Regions from separate parts of the Sus scrofa genome. Here regions 1 and 2 are each linked to region 3. Evidence: chromatin contacts called from public Hi-C and HiChIP or PLAC-seq data. All regions are on one chromosome and are shown on one strand. Each heading gives the region's core, a stretch centred on a gene start, on an enhancer-like site or on the middle of the called end of the contact. The rest is flanking DNA. Distances are from core to core; before and after follow the strand shown. Region 1 holds the start of EXOC7 (exocyst complex component 7). Region 2 holds the start of WBP2 (WW domain-binding protein 2). Region 3 holds the start of METTL23 (methyltransferase-like protein 23).

What was found. A called contact is a pair of places that touch in the nucleus more often than the background predicts. HiChIP or PLAC-seq counts read pairs in DNA pulled down with a chosen protein or histone mark.
Region 1: a Hi-C map of liver shows a contact between it and region 3, with 7 times the contacts expected there. The contact joins the promoter of EXOC7 here to the promoter of METTL23 in region 3. A contact is called at or near these places in 1 of 47 Hi-C or Micro-C datasets (liver) and 1 of 2 datasets of contacts at active chromatin or transcription factors (alveolar macrophages).
Region 2: an H3K27ac HiChIP or PLAC-seq map of alveolar macrophages shows a contact between it and region 3. The contact joins the promoter of WBP2 here to the promoter of METTL23 in region 3. A contact is called at or near these places in 1 of 5 promoter capture datasets (fetal liver) and 1 of 2 datasets of contacts at active chromatin or transcription factors (alveolar macrophages).

Annotation. Positions count from the first base shown.
Region 1 is chr12:5,330,244-5,333,848 of Sscrofa11.1, reverse strand. It overlaps EXOC7 (exocyst complex component 7), which reads right to left and starts at 2,354. Exons shown (of 20, transcript XM_003357964.4): 1 at 2,197-2,354; 2 at 1,941-2,006. The coding sequence starts at 2,256.
Region 2 is chr12:5,562,841-5,566,872 of Sscrofa11.1, reverse strand. WBP2 (WW domain-binding protein 2) reads right to left here and starts at 1,761. Exons shown (of 9, transcript XM_003131191.5): 1 at 1,605-1,761. The coding sequence starts at 1,663.
Region 3 is chr12:4,807,329-4,811,168 of Sscrofa11.1, reverse strand. It overlaps METTL23 (methyltransferase-like protein 23), which reads left to right and starts at 2,221. Exons shown (of 5, transcript XM_003482946.4): 1 at 2,221-2,326. JMJD6 (bifunctional arginine demethylase and lysyl-hydroxylase JMJD6) reads right to left here and starts at 2,155. Exons shown (of 8, transcript XM_021066561.1): 1 at 1,760-2,155; 2 at 880-1,268; 3 at 1-129. The coding sequence starts at 1,888.

The DNA.
Region 1 (3,605 bases), core at 1,105-3,604, 520 kb before region 3:
CCCACATCAATTAATGTGAAGGCAAGCCAGGCATGAAATTAATTCCTCCGCAGATAATCACTTCAGAATGCTTCTCGTCCACCCTCCGAAGCCAAAGCTCAATTTCTATTCTCTCTGGAGCGTTCTAGACTGAACAGGAAGTAGTTTCATACAGAGTAGCCTCAAATGCATTGCTGGTACCTTCCTAACCCTTTCTAAGGGTGAATCTCATTAAATAAGAACTAGCAGGAGTTCCCGTGATGGCGCAGTGGTTAACGAATCTGACTAGGAACCATGAGGTTGCGGGTTCGGTCCCTGCCTTGCTCAGTGGGTTAAGGATCCGGCGTTGCCATGAGCTGCGGTGTAGGTCGCAGATGAGGCTGGGATCTGGTGTGGCTGTGGCTGTGGCTGTGGGTAGGCCAGCAGCTGCAGCTCCGATTCGACCCCTAGCCTGGGAACCTCCATGTGCCACAGGAGCGGCCCTAGAAAAGACAAAAAGAAAAAAAGAAAGAACTAGCAGTTGCTGACTGTGTTACTAAACAGCCTATGTTTTTCCAGTCTCCTCTAGGAATAAGGAAGAAACTCATACTTATTGACACGTCCCTTTGCACTAGCTTCTGTGACCTTCAGAGCTATGGGAGGCTGGCATCATCTCTGTTTCAGCTGACAAGTTAACTGAGGATCAGAGTTACCTGTCAGCAAGCTATACGCGGACAAGTGGAGGGGCAAGGACTAGATCCCAGATCTGACTTCAGAGCTCATTTTACCCCTCAAGCCCTCTGGAGTGAAAGGTGAGTCAGTAATCTCAGAAGGGGTAACCTGCCACTCCTGGGCATCTATCCAGAGAAAACCATGACTCGAAAAGATACTTGTACTCCAATGTGCACTGCAGCACTATACACAATAACCAAGACATGGAAACAACCTAAATGTCCATGGACAGAGGAGTGGATAACGAAGATGTGGTACATATACACCATGGAATATTACTCAGCCGTTAAAAGGAAAGAAAGAACGGCATTTGCAACAACATGGATGGACCTAGAAATGATCATGCTACGTGAAGTGAGTCAGACAGTGAGACACCCACATCAAATGCTCTCACTTATGTGTGGAATCTAAAAAAAGCACACAATGAACTTCTTTGCAGAACAGATGCTGACTCGCAGACTTGGAAAAACTTACGGTTGCCAAAGGAGACAGGTTGGGGGTGGAGGGATGGGCTGGGGGTTTGGGATGGAAATGCTATAAAATTTGGTTGTGATGATCGTTGTACAACTATAAACGTAATAAAATTCACTGCGTTAAAAAAAAAAAAAAATGGAGTTCCCGTCGTGGCGCAGTGGTTAACGAATCCGACTAAGAACCAGGAGGTTGCGGGTTCGGTCCCTGCCCTTGCTCAGTGGGTTAACGATCCGGCGTTGCCGTGAGCTGTGGTGTAGGTTGCAGACGCGGCTCGGATCCCGCGTTGCTGTGGCTCTGGCGTAGGCCGGTGGCTACAGCTGCGATTGGACCCCTAGCCTGGGAACCTCCATATGCCGCGGGAGCGGCCCAAGAAATAGCAACAATAACAACAACAACAACAAAAACAAAAAGACAAAAGACAAAAAAAAAAAAAAAGAAGTGGTAACCTGGCCATCCTACCCTCACTTGAATTGAGGGTGACACATGGCCAGCATCCAACCCACTTAGGTCAGTCTCACTAAGTGTTTGCAGAGGAGAGAAGGAAGCATGGAGAACTTAGGCAGAGATCAGAAAGTCCAGGCCAGCGGGGACTGCAGCATCTGAGGCCAAGGGGCTGACAAGGGGTAAGAGACGTGCCACACTGCTGCGGGAGAAACCCACGCGTCACGGCTGTCACTACCCAGACCAGAACCCCAGCCCTTAGGTCCAGGCACGACCGGGTCGCAGGGTCTCCTCCAGCGCCTGGAAGCCCCCCCAGCTGAGGAGGGGTTACTCACCATGTTCTTGGTGAGCTGGTCGCTCTTCTCCAGACTGTCTCGGATGAAGGACAGCGTCTCCTCCTCCTGGGGGGAGCGCAAAGGAGGACATCACCAGAAGCCGGAGGCTAAAGGAGCTCACCGCTCCCGTGGTCTCGCCCCCTACTCAGTCTCCTGGCAGGGAGTGTCCCCTTCCCACTCCTGACGCCTCCCTGAGTGGATGCCTGGCCCGGATCTCGGCCCCTTCCCCTCCCCCGCCTCCCAGTGCCAGCCCCACCTGCTTCAGCTTGTCCTCGATCTCCCGCCGCCGGGCGGACGCCTCCTGCGGGGGGATCATGGCTTCGACTCTGCGACTCCCACTGCCCAGTACCTCGTCCCAGCTGACCCTCTCGGCTCCCGTTCCTGTCACACCTACTTCCGCCCGTGGCCCCGCCCCGGGGCGCGCTAGTGGTGCCATATTGGGAGTGGCAGGTGGAAGTGCGCCTGCGTAGAACTCAGTACAGCGGTCTGGAGTGGCCATCTTGAGTGTGGCAGGGAGGTGTGGCCTGGATTCTCCTAGGTGAAGGGATTGCTGTTCTCATCAGAGAAGGTTCTTGGGTGGTGTTTTGTCCTGTCGCTGGCAGAACAGTAACAGCTCACTTGGCCGTCTTCGGGGGAAGGTTTACGCCTTTCACAAAATCAATGACGAACTCCTTTCTCCAGATCGAAGTCTGAATCCAGGCACCAATGTCGCCTTTCCCACAAAACGCAGCACAGAGCTTGTCACACACTAGATACCCAATTGTGCCCATTTAATGAACCAAGGACCTGTGTAGTGTCCCTCTTTGGCCCTAAAAGCTCACGGAACAGGCCCAGTGTGCAAGTAACTAGGTTTTGCAGTGGATCCAGAGCATACGTACCTGCAGTAACCTTGAACCAGTCCCCTACCCTCTCCCAACCCCACCCCCGGCCACGCCCCCAAGCTGTATTTAGAGGAGACCCCGCCAAGGAGTTGAGACATTCCGGCAGCCGCAGGAACCAAGGCTTTCTGATTTCCTCCAAGGCCCGTGAGAAATGCTCCCCGTGTGTCTGAATGCATGCATGCCTCAGTCTCTCCCTAAGGACACCACCACCCTGGGCCCCAAGCCCTTAGACAGGTCTCAGATCTCTCAGGCTTCGCCTTGCACTGTTTGCAGACTTATAGTTCTCTACCCACAGCCTGGTCCTCACCAACCCCGCCAGTAAAACCACACAGCCCTCTCCAAAGCAGACACCCTGGCCGGGCTGGGTGGCTCACAAGTCAGGATTATGGTTTCAGATGCTGTTGGGGCCATGGGTGAGCACTCTGTCCCCGACCCCGAGCCTGGGAACCTCCATATACTGTGGGTGCGGCCCTAAAAAGACCAAAAGAAGAAAAATTAAATAAATAAATAAAAGAATGAAAAGACCAGTTTCGGTGATTCCCAGCCCAATGTCAGGCACATGCTGTTGGCAGTGGACACTGATTTGGTAAAAGCTGTGATTCCCTAACTATACTCAGCACAAGCTGCTTCAGCCAAAGGAGAAAGCGGTGTTTCAGCTGCAGCCTCGGTTGCTTGGCTTTCATTCCCAAACTTGTTCAGAGCACAAATGTGAGGGTCGCCTAGAGGCCCCAACTGCCCAACTCTCAGGGATGCTCTTTCTGGGGGGTGGGGGATAGGGAGGAAG
Region 2 (4,032 bases), core at 512-3,011, 760 kb before region 3:
CAGAGCCACAGCAACGCAGGATCCCCAACCCACTAAGCAAGGCCAGGAATTGAGCCCACAACCTCATGGTTCCTAGTCGGATTCGTTAACCACTGAGCACGACAGGAACTCCTACACATCAAATTTTAAATGCTGCATGTATAGTTCAATTACTGTTTCCACAATTCCTTTTTCTTTTTTCTGGGAAATGAAGCATCCTCTAAAACAAGGCACACCATTATTTAGCAGCACTGAGTCCTATGCCAGGGAGGAGGCCCAGCGGGATAAATACATTGTCCCAGAAAAGTGTCACTGAGAGGGAAAGAAACAGTCCCGGGATAGGTTCCCAAGGAGCATGAAAAGGGTTTGTCCAGGCCTGGGACTGGCTCACACACAGAGAGGCTACACACCAGGAGCAATGTGCGGTTTCTCTGATTTCAAGACAATGAGGTTCAAGTTCATACGGCTCCGTGTGTCTTCGTTCCCCTCCCAGATGACACAGCTTCCTTCACAGGGGAGAGGTGAGTGGGGAAAAGGACTGGAACCAGAAAAGAGCAGCAGAGCTCAGAGAAAAGAGGTCATTGCCAGGAAGAGTCGGACCTGGCAGACCCTGGGCAGGTGAGATGGAGGAAAAGTCAGTATTCTGAGGTCTGGGGCTCCCTAGGAACCTCCTCTGACTCATCAAGCTTTCCAAGGCGACAGCTCTGGGTTGGGTACTGCCTTAGCCAGCTATAGGCTCTGGTCCCACCAAACCTCGTCTGGGGGCTCAGATTCCTCTGCTCCTTCAAGAGGCGCTTTAGGGTCAGCCTAGCTCAACCAGAGCTGGCTGGTCTCATTCTCAATGCCGTCCAAGGAGAGAGAAAACTGACTGCGGATGGATAGGAAGAACCTTGATGTGGAAGACCTCTCTCTGGGAGTGATCCAAGCCAACAGGAAATCAGTAACCTGTCTGTCTGTCTGCAAAGACAGAGCTTTACAGAAAATGTTTTCGACATATGACAAATATTAATTACGTAATTTCACTTCTGGGCCTCGGTTTCCTATCTGGAAACTGAGCAGTTCCGGAATATACCGGAAGGCTACATACTGACAGTTAAGCCTACTGACTCTGGAATCAGACTCCTCTCCTGGTACTTTCAGCTCTGTGATTTCAGGCAAGTTACTTAACCTCTCCGTGCCTCACTATCTCGGCATGTAAATGCGTAGAGTAATAGCATCTGCCGAACAGGGCTCATGTACTTAAGCAGGTAAAAGAGGCGCCATCTCTGACTCATAGTAGCATAGTAAATACCCACGAAATGGTAATTATTTTTTGCCAAAGGCTCTCCCCATTTCTAAAGTCACCTACTCTGGGAAAAGGGCTCAAGAACTACCCGCAGGCCCCATGTGTCTCTCCGTACCCGGTCCCCGTCCAGCCGCCCCACCCTCACCCACAGCTGATCGCTACACCCCCGGCGGCTCCCTCACGACCCACCCACCTTCCTCCACCCCGCCCCCAGCCGTTACCCCCCATCCCCCCGTCAGGTCCCGTCTTCACGGGTTTACTTCCCACCGTCGACCGCCCAGCGCCTACACCCTCCACAACCGCCCTGCGGTTCTCCAGGGTCCTTGCGCAGTGTTTTCACCTCTCGGTGTTGTTGACGATCACTCCGCCGCCCTCCGAGTGATTCTTGTTGAGCGCCATGGTCTCTCGGAAAAGGGTCCCGAGACTCGACTCGAAACGCAGTGCGCTTGCGCCCTTCTTTGGCCCCGCCCCTAGTGGCGTCGTTCGTATTAGAGTCAGCCAATCACAGCTCTTGCGCGGAGGTTGGCCCTACCACCTGATCCGGCCATCACGTGCTAATAGTTTACTCCCGCTCCCCTCCCCGCTAGTTTCGCCTGCATCACAAACAAGTTCGAGACTACAATTCCCAGAAGCACTGCTCGCCCACCTCGACCTCTCCCTAGGCTAGTGGACGGACGCATGCTGGAACTTGTAGTCTCACAGACTCTAGGCGTGGATTGACTCCACTAATTGCATAACTCATCAGCTTGCGCACTTCCCACCCTCTTCCACCCAGTCGACCAAAGGACTGAAATAAACAGTTGCGCGAGTCACAGAGGAGTTAGTCATAAAGGCCCTGGACGTGAAGGCTGCTGTGTGCAGCGGTGACCGTTTACTGGGGCACCTTCTTTCAGCCCACGAATGTTTATTTTCTTATTTTTATTTTTTAGGGCCGCACCTGCGGCATATGGAGGTTCCCAGGCTAGGGGTCCAAGTGGAGCTGTAGCTGATGGCCTACGCCACAGCTCACAGCAACAACAGAGCCCCACCACTGAGCGAGGCAGGGGATCGAACCTGCCTCTTCATGGACACTAGTTCGGCTTGTCAACCACTGAGGCATGATGGGACTCCCCACAAACGTTTAGGGAACGCTTTCTACATGACTTTGTCCCTCCTTCCCCCGCAGCCCAACCCACTTAAGTAACCGCTGAGATATATAGATGAGTGCAGGACCCAGTCTTTGTTCCAGGATGTGATGGGCTGGCTGACTGGCAGAAGGGAATCCGGAAAAACTGCCTTCTCTTCCAGGAAATCAAAGCCACACCCTCCGAGGTGGGCGGTGAGACTCACCGCGCTGGGAGAGGAACCTGGGTCCAGCGGCCACACCTCACCGCCGCCTCCACCACAGCTGGCCTCGCGTGGCGCTGCTCCCTCTAGAATGTTCAGGCTTTGCAATTGGGCTCCCCAGCATTTTCCAGGCCAGAAGATTTAAACCAGAATTCAAGTAACTGAATGGATCTGGGCACAATGCAAGACGGGGAGCTTACAAAATAGGGCTGATCATCGTGACCCAGCACTACTACCCCCTCGGGGGGGGCGGGGGGGGAGCCCCTGTGGTTGTGTAAACTCCCCCACCTCTGAGGTGAATCTTTGTGGGAAATGTGGGAGGGGGGTGTCCCACCTGGCAGTGCTGGTGCATCTTTAATCTTAAGTGATCAGAGTTGGATTTTAAGCAGACAGCTGATTTCCTGACAGATAGTGTCCCACGGTGGGATCCACCTGCCTAATTTTCCTTTTGAGTCAGATTCCCTAGGTGAAGGATGAAAAACTAGAAAATATTATGAAACAGGGACCAGCCCCTGGAGGTCTTGTGCAAAACCAAGTTGGACCTTGCAGAATACGTGCAAGGAAGAAGTGCATCATGGACATGATAAAATCTGCCCTGAAAGGTTAGGTTAATTTCTCTACATGCAATCTTAGCAGTGGTGGAAAGAATGAAGTCAGGAGTTCCCTGGTGGTGCAGCAGACTGAGGATCAGACATTGTCACTGCTGTGCCACAAGTTTGTCTTTTATTTTTTTCCTAGGGCCACACCCATGGCACATGGAGGTTCCAGGCTAGGGGTGAAGCCGGCCTACCTCACAGCTCACGGCAACGCCAGATTCTGAACCCGTGAGCGAGGCCAGGGATGGAACCTGCAACCTCATGGTTCCTAGACGGAGTCCTTAACCACTGAACCACGATGGGCACTCCCCTGTGGTGCAGGTTTGATCCTTGCCCCAGGAGCTTCTCCATGCCACTGGGTAGGGCCAAAAAAGAAAGAATGAGGTCAAATTCTCTGTGCTGATATGGAAAGAGTGCTAAACGGAGTTCCCGTCATGGCGCAGTGGTTAATGAATCCGACTAGGAACCATGAGGTTCGATCCCTGGCCTCGCTCAGTGGTTAAGGATCTGAAGTTGCTGTGAGCTGCGGGGTAGGATGCTATGGCTCTGGCGGAGGCCAGCAGCTGTAGCTCCAACTGGACCCCTAGCCTAGGAACCTCCATATGCTGTGGGTGCCACCCTAAAAAAACAAACGAAAAAGAGTGCTAAGGTTTGTCAGGACAGAGTGGTGAATACATATACTTCCACATCTAAGTCTAGATATTACATTTTGGAAAGATCCACCAGACATTGTTTTTTTAGCATTATCCCATTGAGGCACAGCTCTGGGAATTAAGGTTGGCAGGCGACTCCTTGTGTATTGTATGCTCTTGTGTACTGTTTTGTTTACTGTGCATATTTTATTAT
Region 3 (3,840 bases), core at 972-3,471:
TCCCGGGGCGTGCTGGTGGGGAATAAGCACCAGCGCTTGTGACCCTGAACTAAGGCATTCCAGGCGCTGGTTCCCAGGGGGTCGATGTGAATTCCGGTTCCAGAGCGTGGAGGCCCCATCACAAACCACCTAAAGGATGGAAACATCCAAGAAGTGCAGTGTAATTTAACTCTATACACACATACACTACAAAATAAGCTTTTTGTTTTATACAACACGTTACTGTCACTTCAAAGACACCAAAAGGGAGTTCCCGTTGTGGCACAGCAGAAATGAATCTGACTAGTATCCATGAGGATCCAACTAATATCCACGTTCAATCCCCAGCCTCGCTCAGTGGGTTAAGGATCCCGAGTTGCCATGAGCTGTGGTGTAGGTCACAGATCCTGAATTGCTGTGGCTGTGGTGCAGGCTCACAGCTGTAGCTCCAATTTGACCTCTAGGCTGGGAACCTCCATGTGCTGTGAGGGCGGCCCAAAAAAACAAAAACCAAACAAACTGAAAAACCAAAACCAAAACCAAAAAAACCCCCAAAGACTACCACAAGTTCTGGTACACAGAAGTTCTGAGGGAACTCTGCATGGACTGACCCCTAACAGAAAAAGGAAAGTCCCTGAAGTGGCTTCCTTCTGGACTTCACAGATCACTGGTTCAACTGTGGTTGCCCATTTGAAGCACCCCGGAGCTTTCAGAAATCATGATGCCCCCGCCGGCAGCACCCCAGACCAAATCAGGCTCCGGCAGTAGGAAAGTTCCACGTGCAGCCAAGGGAGAAGCACCCACTCTTTCGGAAAGAGGTTAGCAGAGTGAGCTCAGCTGCAGCCTGCTGCTGTAGACAAGACTGTAAGCACATCACTGCCAGTCGTGCCCGTAGTTTACCTGTAAGGGGGCCTGCGCTTCTCCCCCGCATACTGGAAGAGGTCATCGGTGAAAAACTTGGGCACCGTGTAGTCTTCCAGAAGTTTCCTTCTTTTGGGGTGCTCCCCGTAGCTGCTGTCAAAGATGTAAAGGGGACTGTCATCTCTCGTGCTCTCCATGTACTCGATGTAGTATTTCATCTTCATCTTCACCGAGTAGCCATCATTATCCTCACCGCACTTGAACTTCTGGTTCCGGTATTTCCTCTTGAGGCGCTCCAAAGTCCACTTCTCCTGCGCCGACCAGCCCTCTTGGGCATTCAGCAGAACCACGGGCTTATAAGGTCTTTCATATCGCTCCACGAACTCTTCCACCGACAGCTGTAAGGCGTCTGCCCGTTCCACATTGTCCTGAGGGAATCAGAAAAGACCTATCGAGTTAAAAAAAAAAAAGTCCTGCAGCAGTTAGGGTGTCCCCCAAGGCCAACGAGCAATCACATACCTAAGGAGCCAGATTCTTGTTTCTGGCTCCTCTTCGGGAAGAAAAAAGACCTACTTGCGCTGGGGCGCATCGCACCCAGCGCCACCCACCAAGGAAAGGGGGGCTTCGTATCTCCCACCCATGGCCTTTGACAGCCACGTCCCCTAGGGCCCGTCGCCCAAAGAGTGACAGGCCTCGTGGAGGCGTCGATAGCGTGGGTCTCCAGTTGCCCAGGCAGGCGCGGCTGCAGCGCGGAGGAAGGAGGCCCGCCCTGGAATCCGGGCCCGATGACCCCGACCCCCGCGGGGTGCGGGCGAGCCCCTCGGAACTCCGGGTGCCGTGCTCGGCGCGGGCGGACCCCAGCCCCGGGGATGCCCGTGCCCTCCACCGCGCCCCTAGCCCGCGATCACAACCGGCTCACCGCCACGGCCGCTGGGTTCAGCGGGAAGCTTTCGTAGTAGTTATGCCGAGTCCAGTCCAGCGAGTCCTTCAGCTCCGGCCGCGCACTCCGCTTGGCCTCGCGGATCCGCTTCTTGCTCTTGTGGTTCATCCTGCGAGGGTCACCAGCTGGTTCCGCGACGACCTCGGCGCAGCCCGCTTCCTGCCACCAACGCGCCCCCTCCCCGGCCCCGGCGACGGCAGTACCAAAATGCCCTTCGCTCGGGCCCGGCGCCTTTAAAGCCGCCTTCCAGAAGATTCACTCCCCAACCACCTCCCGAGCCTCGGGTTGGGCCTGCGGCTGCCGTCTTCCCCGCCCCCCAGTCTTTCGCGATAAGCCATTGGCCTCGGCGCCTCCGCGGTCCGCCCTCACACGCACCGGGTCTCCGCCATGTTGGGAAGGTCGGGCCGGCCGAGCTCCTCCTCGCTGCGGCCCCGCCTCCCCTCTTCCGGCTTGCGTCACTTCCGGCAGCTCTGCCTTCTCCTGGCCAGCTTCCGGCCGGTCTGCTGCTCCAAGCACCTGTTCCGTGTCTCATTTTCCTGGCTGCCGGTCTGTTCTAGCCGCGTGGTTACTTTGTCGTCCGAGGGGTGCTCCCCCCTCTTTGCGGTCGGGTACTAGCGACCTGAGGTGGCGCCAAGGCGGCAACCTCAGGCAGGCCGGGGGGACCCCCACGTGCGCAGCCTGGAAGCCTGGCAAGCCCTGCGCCCTCCCCTGCTCCCGGCCCACCCGGGGGCCACCGACTCCACTCCCGGAGAGTGTGGCTTCCGAGGGCATGTGGTCCGGGCTCAGCGCTTTCGGTTCTCGGAGGAGCCGAGCCTGGGAGCCGAGGGGGCAGTGCTGGAGGTCCACGTCCCGCAGGTGTGTGCAAAGGCACCAGCTGGGAAGCGCGTTCGGTCCTTAACTCTGGCGCCTTTAGGGAAAGGCGGTTCAGTAGGGAGGGGCACAGGGAGGGAGTCCGCGGCTTCCCGCCTTAGGGTGGGTGGATCGCGGAGCCGAGAGATTTGATCTGAAGCCGTTTGTCAGGTTAAATACCTTTCACTAAGAACCTTGGAGGTCCTGCCAGGAAGGGGGCCTCTCCGTACTGATAATTTCTTGCCAGAAAAGAGGCATTCTTCACACCTTTGATCTTGTTGAAGGGCTTCTTAATTCAGCTTTATCTGGGACGGGGGTCGGGGGACGGAGCTCCAACCCTCACTACCCAAAGTTGCTCGCCTTGGCATTGCTCCCTTTCAGTTCGTGGTTGCCCGCACTCCCAATAGCAGTTAACACCTTATATAGGTTCAGTTTTTCAAGGCACTTTGAAGTTGCAGCCTGTGTGGTAGTTATTGGCACTAACAGTTTTAAGTATGAGAAACAGCGTAAGAGGAGTTGAAGGCTGGGGTGGAAACCCATTTCTGGCAAGTTCTAAATCACGTTGAAATACCCCTTTGGATTTCTTCCCAAATTTAGGAAGTGGGTGGGGAGACACCCTTTGAGAACCGAAGCCCCCCTTTCTCACACCCGAATCTGCATAACTAATTTTTCAGGGAGGAAATTCTTCATTGTAGTTCTGGGTAAAATCCACCAGGGCAGGTAGTTTTGTGTTTTAATCAGCCTAACCTATTGTAGGCACTAATGTTTTTGTTGAGTGTACTGAATGATTAGGTTCAGAACTTCAGGGTTGTTTTTTTTTTTTTTTTTTTTTGCTTTTTAGGGCCGCACTCGCAGCTATGGAGGATTCTCAGGTTAGGGGTCTAATCAGAGCTAGAGCTGCTGGCCTATGCCACAGCAACACCGGATCCAAGCCGCATCTGCGACCTACACCACAGCTCATGGAAACGCTGGATCCTTAACCCACTGAGCAGGGCCAGGGATCCAACCCTCACATGGTTCCTAGTCAGATTCGTTTCTGCTGCACCGCAACGGGAACTCGGGGGACTCCTTACCTTTTTTTTTCCTCCCTGCCCCCGCCCGCAGCATGGGGAAGCTCCCAGACCTGGGATGAAACGCTCACAGCAGTGACAACGCAGGATCCTTAACCTGCTGCACCACCAGGGAACCTTTGATATTTTTACCTCTTCCGC